6 separate regions of the Mus musculus genome follow, and all the other regions are linked to region 1. The links are chromatin contacts, called in public HiChIP or PLAC-seq and promoter capture Hi-C maps. All regions are on one chromosome and are shown on one strand. Each heading gives the region's core, a stretch centred on a gene start, on an enhancer-like site or on the middle of the called end of the contact. The rest is flanking DNA. Distances are from core to core; before and after follow the strand shown. Region 1 holds the start of Slc10a4 (solute carrier family 10 (sodium/bile acid cotransporter family), member 4). Region 2 holds the start of Nfxl1 (nuclear transcription factor, X-box binding-like 1). Region 3 holds the start of Zar1 (zygote arrest 1). Region 4 overlaps Gm34496 (a long non-coding RNA gene). Region 5 holds the start of Ociad2 (OCIA domain containing 2). Region 6 holds the start of Ociad1 (OCIA domain containing 1).

The links. Promoter capture Hi-C pulls out the DNA fragments that hold promoters and counts their contacts. HiChIP or PLAC-seq counts read pairs in DNA pulled down with a chosen protein or histone mark.
Region 2: a contact with region 1 is called in an H3K4me3 HiChIP or PLAC-seq map of stem cell-derived neural progenitor cells, with 5 times the contacts expected there. The contact joins the promoter of Nfxl1 here to the promoter of Slc10a4 in region 1. A contact is called at or near these places in 2 of 115 datasets of contacts at active chromatin or transcription factors (embryonic stem cells and stem cell-derived neural progenitor cells).
Region 3: a contact with region 1 is called in an H3K4me3 HiChIP or PLAC-seq map of embryonic stem cells, with 31 read pairs. The contact joins the promoter of Zar1 here to the promoter of Slc10a4 in region 1. A contact is called at or near these places in 55 of 484 Hi-C or Micro-C datasets (the 4T1 cell line, the AML12 cell line, B cells and 31 more), 8 of 115 datasets of contacts at active chromatin or transcription factors (embryonic basal ganglia, embryonic stem cells and stem cell-derived neural progenitor cells) and 3 of 9 other capture datasets (adipose tissue, liver and pancreatic islet).
Region 4: a contact with region 1 is called in a FOXA1 HiChIP or PLAC-seq map of pancreatic cancer cells. The contact joins the enhancer-like site here to the promoter of Slc10a4 in region 1. A contact is called at or near these places in 11 of 484 Hi-C or Micro-C datasets (the BV-2 cell line, Th2 cells, bone marrow-derived macrophages and 7 more), 11 of 115 datasets of contacts at active chromatin or transcription factors (bone marrow-derived macrophages, craniofacial prominence, embryonic basal ganglia and 5 more) and 4 of 9 other capture datasets (adipose tissue, liver, macrophages and 1 more).
Region 5: a promoter capture Hi-C map of pre-B cells shows a contact between it and region 1, with 3 times the contacts expected there. The contact joins the promoter of Ociad2 here to the promoter of Slc10a4 in region 1. A contact is called at or near these places in 6 of 39 promoter capture datasets (the C10 cell line, the HPC-7 cell line, cranial neural crest and 3 more), 1 of 484 Hi-C or Micro-C datasets (bone marrow-derived macrophages), 1 of 115 datasets of contacts at active chromatin or transcription factors (pancreatic cancer cells) and 2 of 9 other capture datasets (adipose tissue and liver).
Region 6: a contact with region 1 is called in a promoter capture Hi-C map of neural stem cells. The contact joins the promoter of Ociad1 here to the promoter of Slc10a4 in region 1. A contact is called at or near these places in 3 of 39 promoter capture datasets (embryonic stem cells, hippocampal neurons and neural stem cells), 1 of 484 Hi-C or Micro-C datasets (nephron progenitors), 4 of 115 datasets of contacts at active chromatin or transcription factors (embryonic stem cells, pro-B cells and stem cell-derived neural progenitor cells) and 1 of 9 other capture datasets (adipose tissue).

The regions. Positions count from the first base shown.
Region 1 is chr5:73,005,205-73,008,592 of GRCm38.p6, forward strand. It overlaps Slc10a4 (solute carrier family 10 (sodium/bile acid cotransporter family), member 4), which reads left to right and starts at 1,700. Exons shown (of 3, transcript NM_173403.2): 1 at 1,700-2,452; 2 at 3,156-3,366. The coding sequence starts at 1,863.
Region 2 is chr5:72,558,131-72,561,518 of GRCm38.p6, forward strand. It overlaps Nfxl1 (nuclear transcription factor, X-box binding-like 1), which reads right to left and starts at 1,515. Exons shown (of 23, transcript NM_133921.3): 1 at 1,459-1,515; 2 at 884-1,138. The coding sequence starts at 1,136.
Region 3 is chr5:72,579,591-72,582,978 of GRCm38.p6, forward strand. Zar1 (zygote arrest 1) reads right to left here and starts at 1,494. Exons shown (of 4, transcript NM_174877.3): 1 at 694-1,494. The coding sequence starts at 1,467. It also overlaps the pseudogene Slc10a4l.
Region 4 is chr5:73,363,185-73,366,572 of GRCm38.p6, forward strand. It overlaps Gm34496 (a long non-coding RNA gene), which reads left to right. Exons shown (of 5, transcript XR_377015.2): 3 at 4-124; 4 at 229-442; 5 at 521-582. Among named protein-coding and RNA genes, the nearest start is that of Gm34583, 6.0 kb to the right of the region's middle. Within about 2 kb of position 1,532, at least 23 of the 459 cell types and tissues checked have an H3K27ac peak or open chromatin away from gene starts, as enhancers often do. A contact at or near this core is called in pancreatic cancer cells, where this site is marked.
Region 5 is chr5:73,337,410-73,340,797 of GRCm38.p6, forward strand. It overlaps Ociad2 (OCIA domain containing 2), which reads right to left and starts at 1,538. Exons shown (of 7, transcript NM_026950.4): 1 at 1,122-1,538.
Region 6 is chr5:73,291,055-73,294,442 of GRCm38.p6, forward strand. It overlaps Ociad1 (OCIA domain containing 1), which reads left to right and starts at 1,740. Exons shown (of 9, transcript NM_023429.4): 1 at 1,740-1,922; 2 at 3,231-3,293. The coding sequence starts at 3,236.

The sequences.
Region 1 (3,388 bases), core at 450-2,949:
TGCCGTTTCCATGAGACCCGGGGAGGAAGAAAAGCAAAGACAGGGGCTCACAGTGTCACCTGTCTCTCTGGGAAAGGGATAGGAATCATTTCCTGTGGGGAAGAATTCACTCCGTCTTGGTTTTGCTCAGCTAGAACACCCTGGGCCCTGACTGTAGGCTAGACATTCCCATGTTGGCTGTCAACTGGCTGTCACTGCTGTAATTGCTCCAGGGACATTCCCACCTCCTTAGGAGATACACTCTGTGGAGAGAAGTGCCTTTCCTCTGACATGTATGGAGTGATGGGCTTCACACTGCTGAGCCTCTGTTCCTGTAAACTCTGATGTGATTTGTGTGGGGATTAGCCTGTCTGCGGGCAAGCCTCTCCACACTTCGTTTCTGTCCAGTCCTCTGATCCCAGTGCTGAGACTCTACTCATGACACTTCATAAATCTGTGACCATGGAAATGTCTTCTCCCCACCTGCCATTGACTCCTTTAAATTTCTAACAACATTATAAACCTTGTTTTATATGTGTGTATGTATATATATAAATCCTTGCAAACAAATAAAACTTCACACACTAAAACAAACCAGACCCAAAGTCTATACTACCTAGTTAGTTAGAATGGACGTTTGCAGTGAAAGCTGACCACAACACCCTTAACATTCATTGTTTTCATCAAGACTTTTCTCAGCCCAGCTTCACAACAAGGTGGAGATCGAGCCAGGTACTTAGCAGCTTCGTATGGGGAAGTGGGGGTGTCCTGCCTCCAACTGTAAGAGTCAGGTATGACCCAGAAGGGGAACTGGCAACAAGTGATTGAATATTTTCAATACAGGGCCTGGGAGGATTCAAGTTTCCTAAGCAGAGACAATGCAAATGTGTGCCAAAGGCTCTCATCTGATCGTTAGCATTGTGTTTGTGATTAAAATGCTATGCCACCCACAATAGATATGTACAATTGCAATGTATCGATACAAATGAAATAGAATTTGTAGACAGAGTATAGAGCCCATGGGTTTGCCCTGGCTCTGAAATAGCACTAGGCTCAAAAAACCATGATCAGTATTATTGTTTTTTAAGTCTTAGACTGGACATAAAGGCTTAACACTTTCATTTACGAATTTAAGCCACAGACATGTGCTGCTTTTAGACTGGCTCACATGAAGCCTGGTGCCTCTATGGGTAGGGCTGCGGGTTATTTAAGCTATTTATATATATGACTTACATATACATAGATAAACTTCTTTTTCTCCATTCGATGAGTCTGGCCCTCTAAATTTCATTACCAAAGAGGCCGAGTTCTGGTGCGCAGCTGCTGGGCAATCTGACTAAAGATAATTTTGTACTGCTAGGCGAAAGCATTGGAAATGTTTTCATCATTAAAAAAAATCAGATAAATGTTTAAGGAGCTACATTCAATATGACTTGACAAGCTTATACATCTATCCAAACCTCACATGGGACTTTATGTTCAAATTTAACATTTGAACTAGAAAAATTATTTTCAAAAGAAAAAAAGGCAGGGCCATCAGAGAATTTGATGGGTAGCCAGGCCTGGTTGGTCTTCTCCGCCCTCCTGGGCTTTGTCGGGTCTTTGTTCCACCCCTGGCTGCACTGGTACAGAACCACTTAGCTGTGATTAAAAGGAGGGGACCGAGCAGCAGGGCGGGGCCTGCGGTGCGGGCGGGCGGCGACAGGGCCGCGCGGCGCTCAGTGCCAGCTGTGGGGCAGCATGCACACCACAGCGACGACCGGCCCGCCGCACCGACGCCGCGGGGACGCTTGACCAGACAGACAGGTAAAAGGGACCACAGGACCGAGGGAGGAGGTGTGGCCAGGGACAGCCCCTGCAGACCGTGCCTCGGCGACAGAGCCATGGACAGCCTGGACAACACCACCCTGCTCCTTGCCCCGTCCTCGCTGCTGCCTGACAACCTCACCCTGTCTCCCAACGCCGGCAGCCCGAGCGCCAGCACCCTTTCGCCTCTCGCTGTCACCTCTAGTCCCGGTCCGGGGCTCAGCCTCGCTCCAAGTCCAAGCATCGGCTTTAGCCCCGAGGCAACCCCGACTCCAGAGCCCACGAGCAGCAGCCTCACGGTCGGCGTGGCTGGCCAGGGCTCCTCCGCTTTCCCCCGGCCCTGGATCCCCCACGAGCCCCCATTCTGGGACACGCCGCTCAACCACGGGCTGAATGTGTTTGTGGGCGCCGCCTTGTGCATCACCATGCTGGGTCTAGGCTGTACCGTGGACGTGAACCACTTCGGGGCGCACGTCCGGCGGCCCGTGGGCGCTCTGCTGGCTGCGCTCTGCCAGTTCGGCTTCTTGCCGCTGCTAGCCTTCTTGCTGGCCCTCATCTTCAAGCTGGATGAGGTGGCCGCGGTGGCTGTACTCCTATGTGGCTGCTGTCCTGGTGGAAATCTCTCCAATCTCATGTCCCTGCTGGTAGACGGCGACATGAACCTCAGGTATGGCCTCTTTCTCACCCCAACCCATAAAATTCACAGCAAGAGGGGTGTGTTGGAGTCCTTTGGGTGAAGCCCTGAGGAGGGATGGATGGGGTGGGGATGGGTATATGGAGGCTTGGCTTTGAAATCCTGGCGGACATTTAAAGATTGTGTGTCAGTGGGGGAAGATCTAGACTAGAACCTAGCTGCTTAAAGGCCCTGGGATTTCACACACAGCCCCTCCCGGAGAGACAAGGTCTTAACTCATGTCTCCAGGAGGGCAAAGAGAAGGGAGAAGTCAGAAGCTAGGACTCGAAGGAAATGCAAAAAAAGCAAATCAGGACTGTAGTCCCATAAGGAAAGTAATCTTGAGAGTGCAATGTAATCGAGTTTCATCCAACAAGTCGCTTCGCCAGCTTCCGTGCTGCAGGCTATTTGGTAGGGTTAAAAGAAAAAAGGTTTCTTTCCTTCGCATCCTCTCAGGTACCCAGTTTCCAGGCTTCACGACGCCCAGGGCAGCTGTCCTGGGTCCTGCATCCTAGGTCATTGTCTTGCCTGAATTCCTGTTTCTATTGCGACATGATAAAATAGATTCTCTGCAGACTTCAACCCGGAGGCTTGCAGTGTTACCACCTCCCTTCCCGGGGCTTTGTAACAGGTAAGGAAAGACATGGCTGACTCTGGCTCAAATCCCTTTCTGACTTCTGCTCATACCTTTTTGCAGCATCATCATGACCATTTCCTCCACACTCCTGGCCCTGGTGTTGATGCCCCTCTGCCTCTGGATCTACAGCCGTGCCTGGATCAATACCCCTCTGGTGCAATTGCTCCCCCTAGGGGCAGTCACCCTGACTCTCTGCAGCACTCTCATTCCTATTGGGCTAGGCGTCTTCATTCGCTACAAATACAACCGCGTGGCTGACTACATCGTGAAGGTAGGCTCTCTCTTCTCTTCCT
Region 2 (3,388 bases), core at 265-2,764, 450 kb before region 1:
AAGCCAGCTTACCAACTTGTTCATAGGTCTCTAAATAGCACACTGCACCTCTATGATTAACTGACCAATTGCCAGCAAAATCAACGCAAACTAACTTTCAAGTTACCCTGGGAAACCCCACGCAGAGACTCAATTTTGCTCCTAGCAGGAAGGGAGAACTGATGCAATTCTACTATAATTTCAGAAATAAAAATTTTAAACCTCTTCTGAAAAAATACCTTCCAAACACAAAACACTTTCAGGGACCACTCTCTTTTATCTGGAGTGTTATGTATAAACACTCTCAACGTCGCCCTAAAAGATCTTGGACCAAGGCTATTGGCAAATCCATCGTGGCAACACCTGATACATCATGGAAAGACATGGAATTTCTGCACTGGGATCAGTTAAAAACAACAACCAAAACGCTTACAGGGTCCAAAAAGTCAGGTAGCCTGGGAAAGATGGCTATCAACAACTGGTCTTGAAAGTCGAGTTGATTAATGAAGAATGGAGTTCCCAATCTGTTCGTAAATGGAATTCTGAGACCTTAGCCTAGCTTGCTGTTACCATACACACAGATGCGAAAGCACAAGGTCCTATTTTACGACAGATGTTAAACATCTTAGATTATAAAAGAAAACAAACTCTGGCGATCCATTTACTGAGTTAACCAAATCAGCTGCACACAATTGAAGAAAGTGACTAACAAAGGCAATTATCAATTAAAATGAGGATGCAAGCGATGAGATGAAAATCTGCCTGAATGGAGACGGTTCCCTGAGACTAAACTCCGGGAGCTGTTAAAAAGTGAATGAGAGACTTGGAGGGCCCTGGCAGCCAGCGATAAGTAGGGAAGTGACTTGGGGAGTTTGGTGGGGCGGGAGACCCGAGCCATCCTCACCTGAGCCATCCTCACCCCGGGCCCCCGGGGGCTGCGGGGCTTCGCCTCCAGCTGAGCGCTGCCCGCGACCCGCAGGGGCCAGAGCTGCTGCTCCCCCGGGGCCGGGGCCCGAAGACACCGCGCCCCCAGACCCTTTGGCTCGCCCTCCTCCAGCGCCACCAAAAGGGACTCCATTTCCTGAGAGGGGCACTGCGGTGGCCCGTCCTCGGGCTCGGCCTCGGCCAGCGGCCACCTGGCGCCAGGGAGCGTCCATCCCTGCAGCGGAGAGATAAAGGAGAAGGAGCGTGAACGGGCGTCCGAGGATGGAGGCGGCTGCCGAGGGACCGCAGGGTCAGGCTGGGTGCGGACGGACCCCGCGACACGGAGACCCGGGTCTGAGGAGGTTGCGGCCCTGTGTCTCCCGAGGGCGAGTCCCGCCAAGCCCAGGCTCGAGCGACGGGCGAGGAGGGAAAAGACGGAGGGCAGAAAAGAAGCACGGAGCCACGAGGAGCCCACCCGGGACAGGAAAAACCCAGCCACGGGAAATTCTCCTCAGCCTCAGGAGAAGTGCGGTAGGCACAGAAACGCGAACTGACCGTGCGGCCGCGGCCGCGGCCGGGAACCAACTGCTGAAGTGGACCGCACCGAAAAGCTACGTCTCCTTACCGACGGCGCCCACCGCCAGGGACTACAACTCCCAGAAGCCTCCGCCCGCGGACCGCAGAATGCGTGGCAGCGAGGCAGCTTTTTTTTTTTTTTTTTTTTTTCCCGGAAGAGACGAAGGAATGCTCAGTGCGCATGCGCGGTCGTTCGCGGCCTTTGGGGAACTACATTTCCCAGAGTGTTCCGAGGCTCATGAAAAGTAGACGCCTCCGTTGGTGGGCGTGCCGGGAGCATGCTGCTACTGGCGGCTGCTCCCAGGAAATACGCGAGGTTTCAGGATTCAGAGAGGGCAAAATTCACAAACAGTTGTTCTCGCCATAGTCTTGCTGCTTGCAGGTAGCAGGCAGGTCCTCGTCCAGGAAGTACTTAGAAAACAGAAGACGCCATGGGGAGCAGGATCAGAAGAGCCACGGGAGCATTGTAGGAAAAAATGGTTTGAGTGGAGAAAGCTTTCAGAACTCACAATGAAATCTAGCCCCTAGTATTAACCACCTTTTATACTTTAAAACAAGCTTTCCCTTAGAGACTGCTTCTTTTCCTTTCAAGGCTGCTCCCTCCAGTAGATTCATTAAGGAAAATAACTGAAAGCCAGCAGCTAATCTTTACGTATAGATTGCAGAAATTCATTTAGTGGTCTCTTGGAAAATGAGCTGAATTTTTGTTGATATTTGAAGTTATACAATCCTTAAATTACCCTTCAGCTTAGTTAATTTCCCAACATTTACCACAAATATATTTAGATGCCATTCAATGTGTCCAGGAGTGTACAAAATATTTACATATATATGTGTGTGTGTCTGTGTGTGTGTGTGTGTTTGCACATATACAAAGTTTTACACTTATAATTTATTGAGATGAGTTTTTTTAATATTATCTAGGCTGTTCTTGAACTCATGATTCTCTCACCACAGCCTTAGAAGTTGTTGGGGCTCCAGGCCTTCATCATCATGTCCATTGTGTCAATATTTTTTTTTATTCAAAATAACCTTATTTATCATTCCAATTTTACCACTGGGAAAACTAAAGCATAGAGAGGTAATTGTGCTGAAACTAAGCTTTAATTCTATCATGTTTTTAATTTCTTGTACATAGGTATTACATCATGGCCTATAATTCATCCAAAACCAGTAAATGTCGAGGGAATATTGAGGTGGCTGATGATAAGGAGACCCTCATAGAACCTTGGTGTGTAGCACAGATCTGCGTTAGCACATTGTCCAAATCTCCATACTAAACCTTCCTGAGAACACATTCCCTCCAGTCCTCCAAACATTAGTTATAAACTATTCTAATATTTATCGAGAGCTTCAAACAAGCATTCCTTCCTTTTCTTTTACATACCTGTTTAATAACATGTGGAGTCTCATCATTGAAACCAATTTTTAATAAATAAATGACACCAAAAAAATCTTTTTCAACACTCCAGCAGGGCCTGGGTTGCAACTAGGTAAAGTGACTCCTGGCCTCCTCTCTTAGACATATGATGATTGTGTAATTCTCTTTAATGTTCTGCATCTGCAATGTCCTGATAAGCCACGTGGAAACTAGTTACTCCTCGGCCTTTGTAATGAAACCTGTAAGTGGCTGGAGGTTTAAGTCAAGGGGTATGCCCTTGAAGGATTCTCTCTCTGTCTCTCTCTCTCCCTCCCTAACTCCCTCTCTTCCTCCCTCTTTCCCTCCCTCTCTCCCTTTCTCCCTCCCTCTCTTCCTCTCTCTTTCTCTCTCCTAGAGGTATGAGATTTGGCCCCCACCACACATGCCTAGAATGATATATCATTTAACCACAAATACAAATCAGTGAAGCCAGTCTTTTAAGATTGAAACCTCAGGAACCCATAGACCAAAGCACACTTTTCCTTTTTT
Region 3 (3,388 bases), core at 244-2,743, 430 kb before region 1:
CGAAGGGAAGGGGCTGGTATAGAACAAGCCGGCAAGTTAACCAAGACAGATCATCTAGAGGGGAAATAAAAAAAGGAGCCTTGGGAAACCGACTCTCCCCGCAACGAAGTTCAAAAGATTATGTTTCTGCCATGTGTGCACTTATCTTCCTTCAGCCATCTGAAGTTTGGTCCAAACCAGACTGTGCGCATTCTCCGCGGAGACCTCATGTGTAGCGTTTATGTGATCAGAATAATTACAACTGGCATTCCCCAGGAGCAGAGGCTGCCAGTGGGTCAGGACACATATGGGTTGGTTTTTATTGTGTAAACGCCTCCCATTGTATTAACAGGCAGCGGCTGCAAAATCCTATATGCCAAAGAGCTGGAGAGATGGCTCAGCTGTGAAACAACACCCTGTTCTTCTAGAGGACCGTAATTCCGATCCTAAAACTCACATGGTGACTCACAACCATCTGTAAAACGCCAGTCCCAGGGGATCCGACACCCTCTTCTGCTCCCATCTCTCCACTACAACGAAGTGTACAGATACAACATGCAATCAAAACACCAAACATGTTACAAACAAACAAACAAACAAAACCAGACGGATGGCATGGAAGAATTCTATGTTCTGCATCACCCAGAGCCACCAGCTTAGCCCTGAAGGAGCCCTACAATTCTGGAGGCGTCCAGGCCATCAGGCTGGCCTCACCTGGAAACGCAGGCGCTCCTTGTCCTGCTCCGTGCTTTGCGGGGAGGCCTGGTCTCGAGGGGCATCCGAATCACCGGGGTCCTGAGCCATCTCTGCGGCAGGACATGGCTCCTCGCTCCCAGGCTCAGACTGCATCGCCGCCACACTGTTCCGGTCCTCCGGTGGTGGCTGCTGCTCCCACCCGGCCTGCCCTGCAGCCTGAACATCGCCCTCCTCGCTTCGCGGCTGGGGGACCGCTTTCCTCGCGGCCACCTCTCTCGGCTCCGGTTCCCGGGTCCCCGAGGATGCCGGGCTCCCCTCTCCCTTCGTGGGTGTCTGCCTGCCTCCCGCAACCTCCAGTGAGGAGGAGAGGCCACAGAAGGTCACGGACGAGAACGGGGCTACGGTCTGCCAGGATCGCGGGGATCTCCCGGCGCCGGCGTGGCCACGGGGTTGACAGGAACCCGATCGGGCGTCGGGGCTGGCTCGGCACCCTGCAGGCTGCAGCGTGCGGCGCCCGAGTGAACACTGCACCGAGGCGTCGCGGCGCGGGTTCACCTGCACCGCAGCGTCACGGCTGCTGACCGACCGGGGACCCATCCGCGACAGCAGGGCCATGAGCTGTGCCCGCTGGTGGCTGTCGACGTACTCCGCGGCCATGAGCTGTCTGTAGCCGGGGAGGAAGGAGGGGGGCGCGGGTCGGCAGCCCCTGGCTCCGAACCTCCAGCCATCCCCGGCTTTGGTGGCCTGCGGATAAGGATGCGGGCAGGGGTGGAACGTGCTCGCCGGGAACATGGGTGCGTCCCGCGCCTCGCCCGCCCAGGCAGCCATCAGCGCAGCCCAGCTGCCCTCCACGCTGCGTTAAATAGGCGGCCGCGCACTGGTAGAAAAAGCCCTACCACCTGCTGTTGCCATGAGGAGCAAAACCTTCCCCACACTGGTTAAGAGGCGACCCCCACCCCCACTCCCTCGTGGATGCAGAAAAAGAGCTTTCCTTGCTAGCCACAGCAAGGATTTGTAGGGGAACTAGATGAGATGAGAATTCAACCCCAGAATCATCACCGAGATTAGCCGAGCCAGGTGGGCCCCCATGTCTGTAGCTCCAGATGTCTGTCATGAAGAAGACAAGGGAGGCCAGTGTGTCTGATTAGGGAGCAAAATACCAAGGTTAGGAGACTGCTCTGAACCTCTTAGGTTGTCTCAGATCACAGCTCCAGTCTACCAGAGCAGTGGGACAGTGTCCAGCCACAGGCCTTTCCGGAAGGAAAGCCTGTAGCCACAGCCCTTTCCCACGGATGAACAAAGTGGCCCATTTTCTCTCCCTGAGGTGAGGTCTACGCATTTTCCTAAGTAAATCATTCCTTCAGACGATAAATGGAGCTGAGATGCGTTTATACACATACAGGAAACATATGGGGAAAAATGCCTTTCACCCCTGCACAATGTTGATGGCCATTAACAATAGATACTAGATCAAGTAGTCACACACATTAATACGGTTTTCTCTGGCTTGACGATGCAATGCTATCCTGTCGTTTCACTGACCCGTTTTGGACTTTTCTCAATACAGGCTCGCCCTGAACAGAATCGGTTGTTTGTAAGTTGAACAAACCCATGGTTCTGTTTTACAAACATTTCCAACCCCATTTCCTATCTGTAGCAATGCTGGTGGAAATGGAAAAAAACAAAACAAAACAAAAAACAAACAAACAAACAGCACACTACTTAAGCAGAGGACGCGGCACTTTAGCTGATCCAGGTGTAAGCAATATTGGGACACTCTGTTGAGTTAGAAAAACACATGGGTAATACTGAGATACTACATTACAGTGGGAAGAGCAAATCTGTTACAGGAAATGTCAACCCATCTTTATCCCGGATGCGAACCATACTCGCTACCAATGGTCACAAATAGGAAGTGATGTTTCAGCTCCCGTGTATCTCCTCAGTCAGAGGGCGGTCTGGGTGGTCTCCATCATCACTAAGTCATGCGTCCCCACGGTGCCATAGGAGGTGTCTGCCATTTCCTCTTCTTTCAGTTTCTTATAAGAAATATCGGTGTCTTCGTCTTCGTCTAGGGCCTCTCGCTTGTGCAGTATCTCACTTCCGTACATTTTGTAGATCAACACGAAGACCCCTGCCTCGGCAGACTGGAAGAGGGCGTAGAGCAGAGGGAACATGTACATGCTACCTATAAAGCGAGGCGGGAAGTTTGAGAATCGCAGTGCAGAGCTGCACGTTCTGACTTCCTGTTTCCAGACACACAGTCCTCTTGCAGTTGGGCGGGAGGTGGAAGAGGGTAGCTAAGCCATAACCCGAGGCGTAGCCCGCCAGAGGCATAAAAATGGCGACCACGTAAACAGTTGTGGGAATGCTTGCCAGCAGTTCAGGTCCCAGCATGGTGCCAGTCATTATGAAAAGAACCACCAGGGTCACAAGCAGAGACCACAGGGAAACCTGGTAAGAAAAGAAACACATGGGCAACCTATCAACAACAACATCACTGAGGAGGCATCTGGACAAGCTACATCCATTCTAACCTCGCAAACAAAGCCTGAAGCTCCTTAGACATAACTGCTTGGAGACCTAGCTTGATATCCAGTGGCTCCTCTGGGCTCTTCACTTGCTTGGGATGGAAGGACATACAGACAGACTACTCCTTCTGAAAAGGTCTTCAAAACGATAAACCAGAGATCAGGGAAAGGTTACCGTTACT
Region 4 (3,388 bases), core at 282-2,781, 360 kb after region 1:
CAGCTGGCCAGAAAGAGCCATGAAAGGAGTATTATAGGCAAAGGCCACCGATCAAGTACAGACAATGCCCTTGACGATCGTCGTGTCTTGAGAACACAAGATGGCGAGAGGTCCTCGTGGAAAGGTTGATTTCTATCTATAGCACTGGCTGTTGGGGGTATTGACTTAACTCTACTTTTCAAATACAGAAGCAGGAGTTTTAATCCTCCCCGAACCTTCATATTCTAGAATCACACTAGCTGAGCCTGGCCTGAAAGATGACCACGTGATTGGCAGTAGTGTTCTCTGAAGCTGACTTGTTGATGTTAACTGAGTAGCTCAAGATTGGAGATGCCTTCTTTCCACTGTCCAAACTGACATACCCAGCCTGCCATGATTAGATGTGACTCGTCCCCCAAGGACATTTGGTTCCTGGCTGTCTCTGTCCTCGGAATAAATAAAGGTAGTTATCCTGGGACCCTTTTTGTTCCTGTGAGAGTGATTTGTTAGAAAAAAAGTCATGTGATCTCTCCTCTTACAGCCCCTCAAGCCATGATGCCATCTGCCATGAGACCCTCCATCGAGGCTGAAAGACTAAGGTTGACTGACCCTGGATTTCCTGCCTCAAATGCTGTGTGTTCAGTGAACCTCTTTTCTTTATACAGTTTCCAGACTTGGTTTATTTGGTATAGCAACAGAAATGGACACATATGCAGTTGTTAATTGAAATTATCATCACTGAAAATTAGTCTCTTTCAGAATGTTACTTAGTGATCTCTAAGTGATGCCCAGGTGCTTCATGGGACTATGACCTGGATCTCTGGCTATGGCCCTGTCAGTGACTGGGCCTATGAGATCCTTCTCTATTGTGTCCCCTATTGCTAATTGATCCCACTGCTACCACTGTACTTGGATGGTAGAGTTGTAGCCTAAGCTTTGAACTCTTAGTTCCCAATGTGTATATACATTTTAAGGATGCTTTTCTAGAGGTCTGAGAATAAGTCCAAGTTGAGGGCTAGCCCCAGTCTCCCTTTACCAGGCTACAGACCATTTCCTACTGAAAGTTTCCAAATACATTGGATTTGTGTCAACTGCCCCCCCCCCAGCCCTATCAAGAAAAGGGTGTTTCCTCCCTTGCCTTCTGTTTCTGCTTACTCTAGATAACCTCTTGCCTGAATGAGTCAGAGTTTGAACTGTTCACTCTTTACAAGGGACACCTTTCACAAGAGAATGGCCTGGTCCTGTGTTCTATGTTGGATAATTGTACAGTGGCCATATGAGTAATTTGGTCTCAGACACCCCCCTGTATAAAATATCAGGAGCCTGGTCTAGGTGGGAGTATTTGAATCTCAAGCTGGAATAGCCCCATCTCTTTCCATCAAGAGCTCAGCCGGGGAAGAGTGAAGATCCAGTCTTTTCTGATGTCTACATCAGGAACAGAGAAACACCCCTCTATGTAACACTTGCCAATTGTGGACATGAAAGCACTATCACCTTGCCACAGAGATCCATCCCAGGGTTGCTCAGTGACATGATGGATGTGTGGGCATCACCTGGCCGCCCCACCCTGTGCATTCTTTCTAAAGCTGAAGGCTTGCTTAGACAAGGGCATGTCCTCAGGTGGTCCCCAGGTCAGCTTCCTGGGACATAGAACAGAGCAGAAAAAAAAAAAGTCAGAGAATGGACTTGCTGGGGTAAGAGGTGACAGGACTTATGGAGACCTGGATCCCAGTCTAGGAGTTCAAGAGCAGCATCATTCAGCCAGAACTCTGATTTTCATCATTTCATTTGTCATTTTCCTCCTTGACTCTGTGTGTTCTCTGCAGCTGAGACCGCGGCAGGGATGGAGAACACAAGGACCTTCCGGGGCTGGGGAAATGAAAGCCCACACATGATGGTTCTTGAGTCCTTGAGGTGGTGAATAGCCAAACCTGTGCTTCCTGGTTTTAAGACACGGATGGCTACTGAGGAAAAGGTCTTGGGGAAATGGATGACTTTCATTTTGAATACTGGAGAGCAGTTGGAGAATGGCACAATGGAAAGAATTGAGTGTTTTGTTTTCCCCAGAATAACCACTAGCCCAGAACTGTCCAGATTGGAGGACCACCCCCGACATAAATAGAAAGTCAAGAGTTGCATGCTCCATGTCTAAGACTCAGGAATTATAATCAGCCATTCCCACAAACTTGCCCCCGTATTCAATTTGGTCTATGCCCCCTCCAACTGTTGTCCTGACGGCCTAGAGATCGAGGAATTTTTTTCCCTGTCCTTTTGCTTCCTCCTCCCAGGCTCACTGTAGGTAGCTCTGATCTGCTGGGCTGGGCAGGTGAGGAGAGGATCTGGGTTCAGACTCCTGTGGGTGAATCCACTTACCTGGACCTGGACCAGAAGCTGACCATGGCTGCTCTTCCTGGGGGAGGTCTCAGTTCTCAGCACTCACACCGTAGAGACAGGATTTCACTGGCCAGCTGCTTTGGGAAACCCCACTGGCTGGCTTTCCGACCTTCACTTGGAGAACTCGGAATCTCTATTAGTATATTAGGAAAGGTTCTGCTAGATCACGCTGTAGGAACCTCTGCTTTCCTTTGTCCAATTCAACACTTTCCCATTGGAGCATCTGGCTGGGGACCCTTTCTTTAATTCCTTAGACTCCAGAAGGACCCCAGGCACCCAGGTTCTCCAGCACATTTAGAAATTGCTGCCATCACCGGGCGGTGGTGGCGCACGCCTTTAATCCCAGCACTCGGGAGGCAGAGACAGGCGGATTTCTGAGTTCGAGACCAGCCTGGTCTACAAAGTGAGTTCCAGGACAGCCAAGACTATACAGAGAAACCCTGTCTCAAAAAACCAAAAAAAAAAAAAAAAAAAAAAAAAAAAAAGAAAGAAAGAAAGAAATTGCTGCCTTGGGGGAGGAGTTCAAAAATTGCTGTAGCTCATGACGCATTGTCTCTGGTTCATACAAGACACCGCTCTCCATTAGCTTACACGTTTAGTCCATTTACCCATCATTATGGTGGGCACAATATGCTAAGACTCATCCCAGTTTTAGGGTTTGTCCTGGGTAGGCTTTTGGTTAACAACATAAGTTGGGAACGTCTGGGAAGAAGAAAACTCAACTGAAAAAATGTTCTCATTAGATTGGCCTGCCTGAAGGCAAGCCTGTAGGGTAGGGTTCTCGATAGATATCTCACCTTTCACAGGGGTCACCTGAGACCATCAGACACTGCAGATATTTGCATTGCAATTCATAAGGGGAGCAAAGTTGCAGCTATGAAGTAGCAATGACAATAATTTTATGGTTGGGGTCACCACAACATGAGGAGCTGTCTTCAAGGACTACAACACCAGGAAAGCTGAGAACCATTATTCTAGGGCATTTTCTTGATTAACAATTGATGTGGAAAGCCCA
Region 5 (3,388 bases), core at 288-2,787, 330 kb after region 1:
CATGATGCTCTACAGTGTTAGATACTGGAGAGGGTAATAAGAGCCTGACTGTGTGCACCTGTCCCCATGAGATAGAGTCTCACTATGTCACTCTCGTTGTCCTCTAACTCCCTGTGCAGGCTAGGCTGGCCTCAAACTCCCAGAGATCTGTCTGCCACCCGAGTGCATTGTTAAAAGTCTGGAACAATGTCCTGCAACACACCAGTTTTAATTCTGACTTTCTTTGCAGGTCCTGAGAATTGGAATAAGGGATATAAAGTGTCTGGGCCTCCACTGTGTCATCTGAGACTTGGGCACAGCAGTCTTAAGCTGTGCAAGGATGGGGATGAGAAATGAAGACAGGACCAGGGCACAGTGATAGGTGTCTGAACAGTAGGGGAACAATTGTCAGAGTGGCTCTGGGCATCTTATTTTCTAGGAATTAAGACCCTAGGAAATCTTTGCCACCTATAGGCAAATTAGATGATTTTTTTTTTTTTTTTAAATTCCCAGTCAGACCCAGAGCCATCTCAAGAATCAGGAAGCAAGCAACCACACACCTCAGTGTTGGTGGGCTGGGTCTTCCAGAACCCAGTTGCTTGCTTTGAGCAAGCCTTACCTTCTGGGCACATGCGCGTGAACACACACGCACACACTCTCAGGTCTGGTGCCTGACCCAGTCTGTGGCGGGGGAGGGGAGGTTGGCCCAGAATCAGCTAGCTAGATTTAAAGGCTAGACCCTTCCAAGAAGGCTGCCTGCAAAACTCCAAGCTACACCCCTGCTTGGGGTCGCAGGAGTTGGTGGCACCTGGAGAGGAGCCAGGCAGGCAAGCGTTGGAGACTGGCTACGGCGGAGCGGCGGCGGTGCAGTCTGTGAAGGGCCTGCGCAAGTCCCCAGCACCCGGGAAGGAAAGCCAGCAGAGAAAGACACTGCCCCAGGCCACCTCTCCTGCCCGCACACCACCCTCTGTGGGCTCACAAGTGCGGGTGGGTGCTACCGAGGCGGAGCTGCGCACGCACGCGCACACACACACACACACACACACACACACACACACACACGACTGCAGACACCCCTCCCGCGCGCCGCACACGCCCACCGCCCCAACCCGAACCCCAGGGCCCCTCTCCTCTCCCCTCACCTTTTTTCTTGGCGATCTTTCCTTTCTTCCCTCCTTCCTCTTCCTTCCAGCGCTCGCTCCTCCCCGCACCTCTGCGCGTCGCTAGCTCAAGACTCAGCAAGTGCAGCCCGCCCCCACTTGCAGTCTCATTCTCTGTTGGTGACACTGGGAGAATCCAGCACTTTCCAGAAGCCCCCACTTCTCAGTCTCTTCCTAACACTTGCTATACTCTACCTCATTGTTTTTCACGTGACTCCGTCCTCCCAACAAAAACACAGGCGACTCCAACTGTTTCCCTGAACCCCCTCTCTGGGCGGATTTAAGCATTCACCTCAGAACAAAAGCACTGTGCTGCGGACAGCCGGGACAGCCCGGTAGGGTCCCCAACCCCGAGGGAGTCAATTACAGCCCACCTTGGTTCCTTAGCCTTCTTTTGCCAAGCTTTTACCCTCCCAATGGCTAGCCTATGAGGGGAAGGCACTGAGTGTGTGTGTGTGCGTGCGTGCGTGTGTGTGTGTGCGCGCGCGCGCGCGTATATCCTAGTATGTGTGACTATAAATGAGTGCCTATGTATGTGAGAATGTGCAAGTATATATGTGAACACATATGAGTATATATGTGTGTCTCTGTGTGTATGTATGTAAATATATGTTAGCATAAACCTGTGCCTATATTATGTGAGTGTGGGTAAGTGTATATATGAGCGTATACATGTATGTATGTATGTCTATGTAATTGTATGTGACTGAGTGTAAGTATATGTGTGTTAGTGCATTTGATGGTGTCTAGGAGTATGAGAGGGTGTGCATGTATGTGAGTGGTGGTGTGTGAATGCATGTATACATGTGTGAATGTGTATCTATGTAAATGTATGTGTGTGTTGTGAACAAGAATTTCCAGAAAGACGCTCTGTCTGCAGAGACTGACTGACTGACCAGTCTTGCAGTGCTGAGGGGGGAAATTTGGAAGTTGCAATTCCAGAGGCAACTTATATTTTCTAGCTTTAACCCCCACAACGGGGCTTCCTTACCCACCCCTCTGTCCAAACTAACATCCTGTGACTAACAGTTCATTTCCTGCTGCCCACAGAGATCAGAAGAGGGCATCGGGACCCCCCACCCCCACCCCCCGGAATTGGAGTTACAGATGCTTGTGAGCTGCCAAGCGGGTGCTGGGAACTGAACCCAAGTCCTCTGCAAGAACAACAGGTGCTCTTAGCCACTGTGCCATCTCTCCAGGCCCTGTCCTGGCCTTTTCTACCCTGGCCTCCAGCCTGGCTGGAAAAAGACCCTCTTCTCTTTCACACTCAGGAAAAGTTGTGTCCTCTCAGGGTACTTATCACCATAACAGTCCACTGGGGAAATGTACAGTGGAGAAAGCACCACCCCTGCTTGCTTTTAGTTGACTTTATACCCATTTCAGGAGGTCACCAAGCCCAGCAATGTGTCCTTTGGCCTTCCAGATCAGATTTCTGCTCAGCTCTATATACAGACATGTTAATCATTTAAAGATCGGTCCTCTGAAATTGGCAATACAAGATTGATTACGCCTCCACCTTCCTGCCCCCACCCTCCAGAGCTGGGTGGTTAAGAGCACTTGCCGCTCTTCCAGAGGACCAGAGTTAGGCTTGAAAGAACTTGAAACTCCACTCTAAGGGACAAGACTCCTTCCTCTGGTCTCTGTGGGCAGATGTGAGCACTTGCACACACATACACATGACTAAAATAACTTTTTTTTAAAAAAAAGATATTGCTGGTTTAGTTGATTCTCCATCCCTAGTAGACAGCGGCAGACTCTCCCTGTGGCGTTTCATTTTCCCTTGACCCAATTTGACTCTCAAATTAAAGGTAACGTAGGCCTGCTAATTTTATTTTCTGTTACCAGAAGTCAGAAATAAGCCCCTGTGGTGCTGTGGTTTTCAGAGCTGCGCTTTCTAAGTGTTCTTGCGAAGTAGATGAGCCATCTCCCTTACACCTCACACAAACCTTCAAAGTGGCATTTACCCTACACCATCTTGCTGCACTGAGTGTCGGAGTATGTGTGCCTCATTTGCATATCCACTTCCCACCAGAATGTTCCAGTAAAATGCTTTAAATAGCTAGAAATTACCCTTGGTCACACTTATAGCACAAACTCCTTAAATAGTACTTGGTTGGCTACTCTGGTACATCTGTGTGCAAGCATGTACCCCTTATAGCACAAACTCCTTTAATGAGCCTTGTTTGACCATGCTGGTACATCCGTGTGCAAGCGTGCTCGAAGTGACAAGGCACGAGGCAGTTCCACAA
Region 6 (3,388 bases), core at 490-2,989, 290 kb after region 1:
AATACTCTGACATATTCCTTTAATAATGGTTTCACAGTAATGTCTAACAGGCTAACAGGGCTGGTGCTATACCTTGGAAACTAAGGACACTTACTGTCCTTCAGATTATCTGGGTTCAATTTCCTACACCCTCATCAGGTAGCTTACATCTGCCCGTAACTCCAGTTCCTGTACCTGTGGGGGTATACATGGTACACATAGACTCATGCAGCCACACACAGAAATAAAAATAAATAAATACTTAAAAACAAATAAAGTGACTTCTGAAAAACAAAAGTAATATCTAACAGGTAAAGCTGGGCTGATACCGCCTTGGCTATTTGCTCAATGAAGATATTTGAAAGAGTGCTTGTTAAAGACTCTTCCAGGGATGTCTCTATTCCTCTCAAAGAACAATGGCAAATGGAAGGAATAATTCCATCAAGTCATGCTTGGTGAACTAATGAGCTTAATTAAAGTTACTTTCCAAATCATGGGCAGCTTGCCAGCTATGCCTCTTAATACATCTTTCTCCCAAGCATATATGCTCAATTTTGTACCTTTGAGAAAAGGATGTGCCTCTGAGCTCTTGACTCTTCAGGAGGGCATGTTCGTGGAAGCAATCTTTTGAGGGTCTCCAGTGGGTACACCACAGCTGCTCTGATCACAAGGATGGAACCCAAGGCTTTCACAGCTGAGCTTAAAGTTCCGTGATTTCTGGTGATCCCCACGTTCCTGGTGCCATAGCAAGGGTCTAAGATGGTTAACAAATCCTATCGCCTTTCTCCATTGGATGGGCATCAGCTTCCAGGAAGGCTTTGGAGCTCACCCAAGTTATGTTTGAGTTCGTCCTTAGTGTGGGGTTCAGGAGCCATAGAGGTCTAGCCATGACTCCGGATTCATGTTTTACATGACTTTCTCTCTTAAATAAGCATACAGACAAGTTCGTGGATGCCATAGAACCAGTGAAAAACATATGAAATGAGGAATGGTGGGAAGTCTGACAATTATAGGAGTTCATAACTTCGTGGGCTGGAGCTATCAGAGGTATCAACGATATACTTTCAGGACTTGGTTCAGTATACGCACTCAGTAAACATGCCTAGGATCAGTGTAAGAAATGAATAGTTGGTGGTTAGGAGTGGCAGCCTGAGCTCTGACGAAAAGTTGGTCTCCTAGCATTAAAATATAGTCTCCTGGTAATACAGCCCCAGAGCCTAAACTCCTTTTCAGACTTGTTTTAACCCAAAACTGTGAAACACACATTATTTCTGTTATTCAGATGAGTAAATTCTGAGTCTCCGAGTTGGAGTGTATCCTGACTCTAGTGTTAGAATCAATCGGACACTAGACTGGAGGTTCTGACAGTTAACTTAAGAGTTCACGCTTAAAATTCACTACCTAGCCTAGAGGCTTAAAGCATAAGAAAATTTCTGTAAATCTTAAAATTAGGGAAGTCCAAGGAAAGTCATGGGATAAGGAGGGGACTTGAGGATGGAGGGGTTCCAAAATGTCCCTACTGGCTTGTCACTGAACAGTCTCTGGGGTATGTCACAAGAGCATCGAACCTAGAGGCAGAGCTGAGCTGCAGGCCTTAACTCGCGCAGCCGCAGTGCAGCTCTGGAGCGCCGCGGCCTGGGGCGGGGTGGGGGGCGGTGAAAGGGGCGGGACTAGTTGGACGGGGCGTGATCGACATCCGTGAGTATTGAGAAACTGGCCCGCCGCTGTTTCCCAGCGCTGTCCTGACGTCATTTCCCGTCAAGGGTACTGCTTCCGGGTGTCGGCCTGCTGGCGCTCGTGTGTGGGTGACATCTTGGCGATCGCTTGGAAGCTGCCCTCTTTCCCCTCCCCGCTTCCCGCGTTGTCCGCTGTGCCTGTCTCTGGGGTCCTCTCCCGGCCTCTACCCCGGGTCCTGCTCCCAGCGTTGCCGCCTCCATCGTGAGGTGGGTGTGGTGGCGCGGCTTTCCGCCAGTCTCCCACCCTCGCCCGCAGCCGCCATTTTCCTGCCCGGAGGTGTCCGGTCGCACTGCGGGCCTGGGCTCTGCTGCAGCGCCGGTGACTCGGGCACCGGGAGACCTGCATGGAGGGGTGGGGAAAGCCGCGATGGCCGAGGTGGGGTGGCAGGTCAGGGACAGGAGTGCTGGCGTCCGCGGCTACTGCCTCGCTTGAGCCTTGTTCTTTATGATTACAGCTTTGAGCTGTAGTGATCAGACAGGTCGCACTGCCCTCCAGCCTCCCTGGGGACGAGATTTTCTTTCTTTCTTTTTTTTTTTTTTTCTTTTTTGGTAGGGTTTTGCAGTTTGAGAAGCTTCCTCTGAATGCTTCATCTGTCCAAGAGTTCAGTTTACCTTTTCTGAAACCTTTTTCTTTGAAGGGATATAGGTATGCAATAGGTGATGATTTTAGTGACTAAACGAATTACAGAAAGGTGCTTTGCTGTTGGCATCCAGTAAGTCATACTGCGATGCGTTTGTTTCAGCGAAGACGTACTCCTTATTTTGTCTGAAATGCTGAGGTCTAAGTTTAAAGGAAGGCGAAAGAATATATTTGCTCTTGGATTTTAAAATTTATTTAAGATGTTTGAAGATTACTTGGGCTGGTACAGGGAAGTTTGCCATTAGCGTAGCTACCTGCAGAAAATGTGACGTCATTATTTTTTGACTGCTGAGTTAGGGGATACAATGCAGTTTCGTTTTAATTGGAAACCTAGAAGTGACTTGAGGTTTTTCCCTAATCATTTGGATATGGTTGTAGTTTTTGTTTTGTTTTTGAGTCAAGGTACAGAATAATGTGAAATAACATAACCTAGCCTTAGAAGGGAATTTTTTTCCATTGTTTTGATGTACCCGTTTTTCAATCAAAGGGTCGAATGTGAATAATTAGTTCAGATATGTTTATGACCCTTTTTCATTCAGTTATTTTTTTATGTCAGGTAGTTGAAATGTAAAAGTCGGGGCCTGAAGAGATAACTCAGCAGGTAAGAGCACTGGCCCTTGCAGAGTTTCCAGTACCCACATGTCCTATCACAGTATCACAACCATCTGGAACTCCCAGTTCCTGGGGATCAGGTGTCATCTGATCTCAGGCACCAGGCATGTTAGTGTATACAAGCAAAGCACCATGCACGTAAAATACAACTAACTGTAAAAATGTTTAATGTTCAGTAAATATTTGTTGATTTACAGGTAGACTGGTTAGGGGGGTTTATTCTGATACTTTGTAATATTTGGATATAAATGTTTCTGATACAGGAACTATGAATGGGAGGGCTGATTTTCGAGAACCGAATGCACAAGTGTCAAGACCTATTCCCGGTAACTTTTTAAAAAATATTTATTTATTTATTATATGTAAGTATACTGTAGCTGTCTTCAGACACACCAGAAGAGGGCATCAGATCTCATTATGG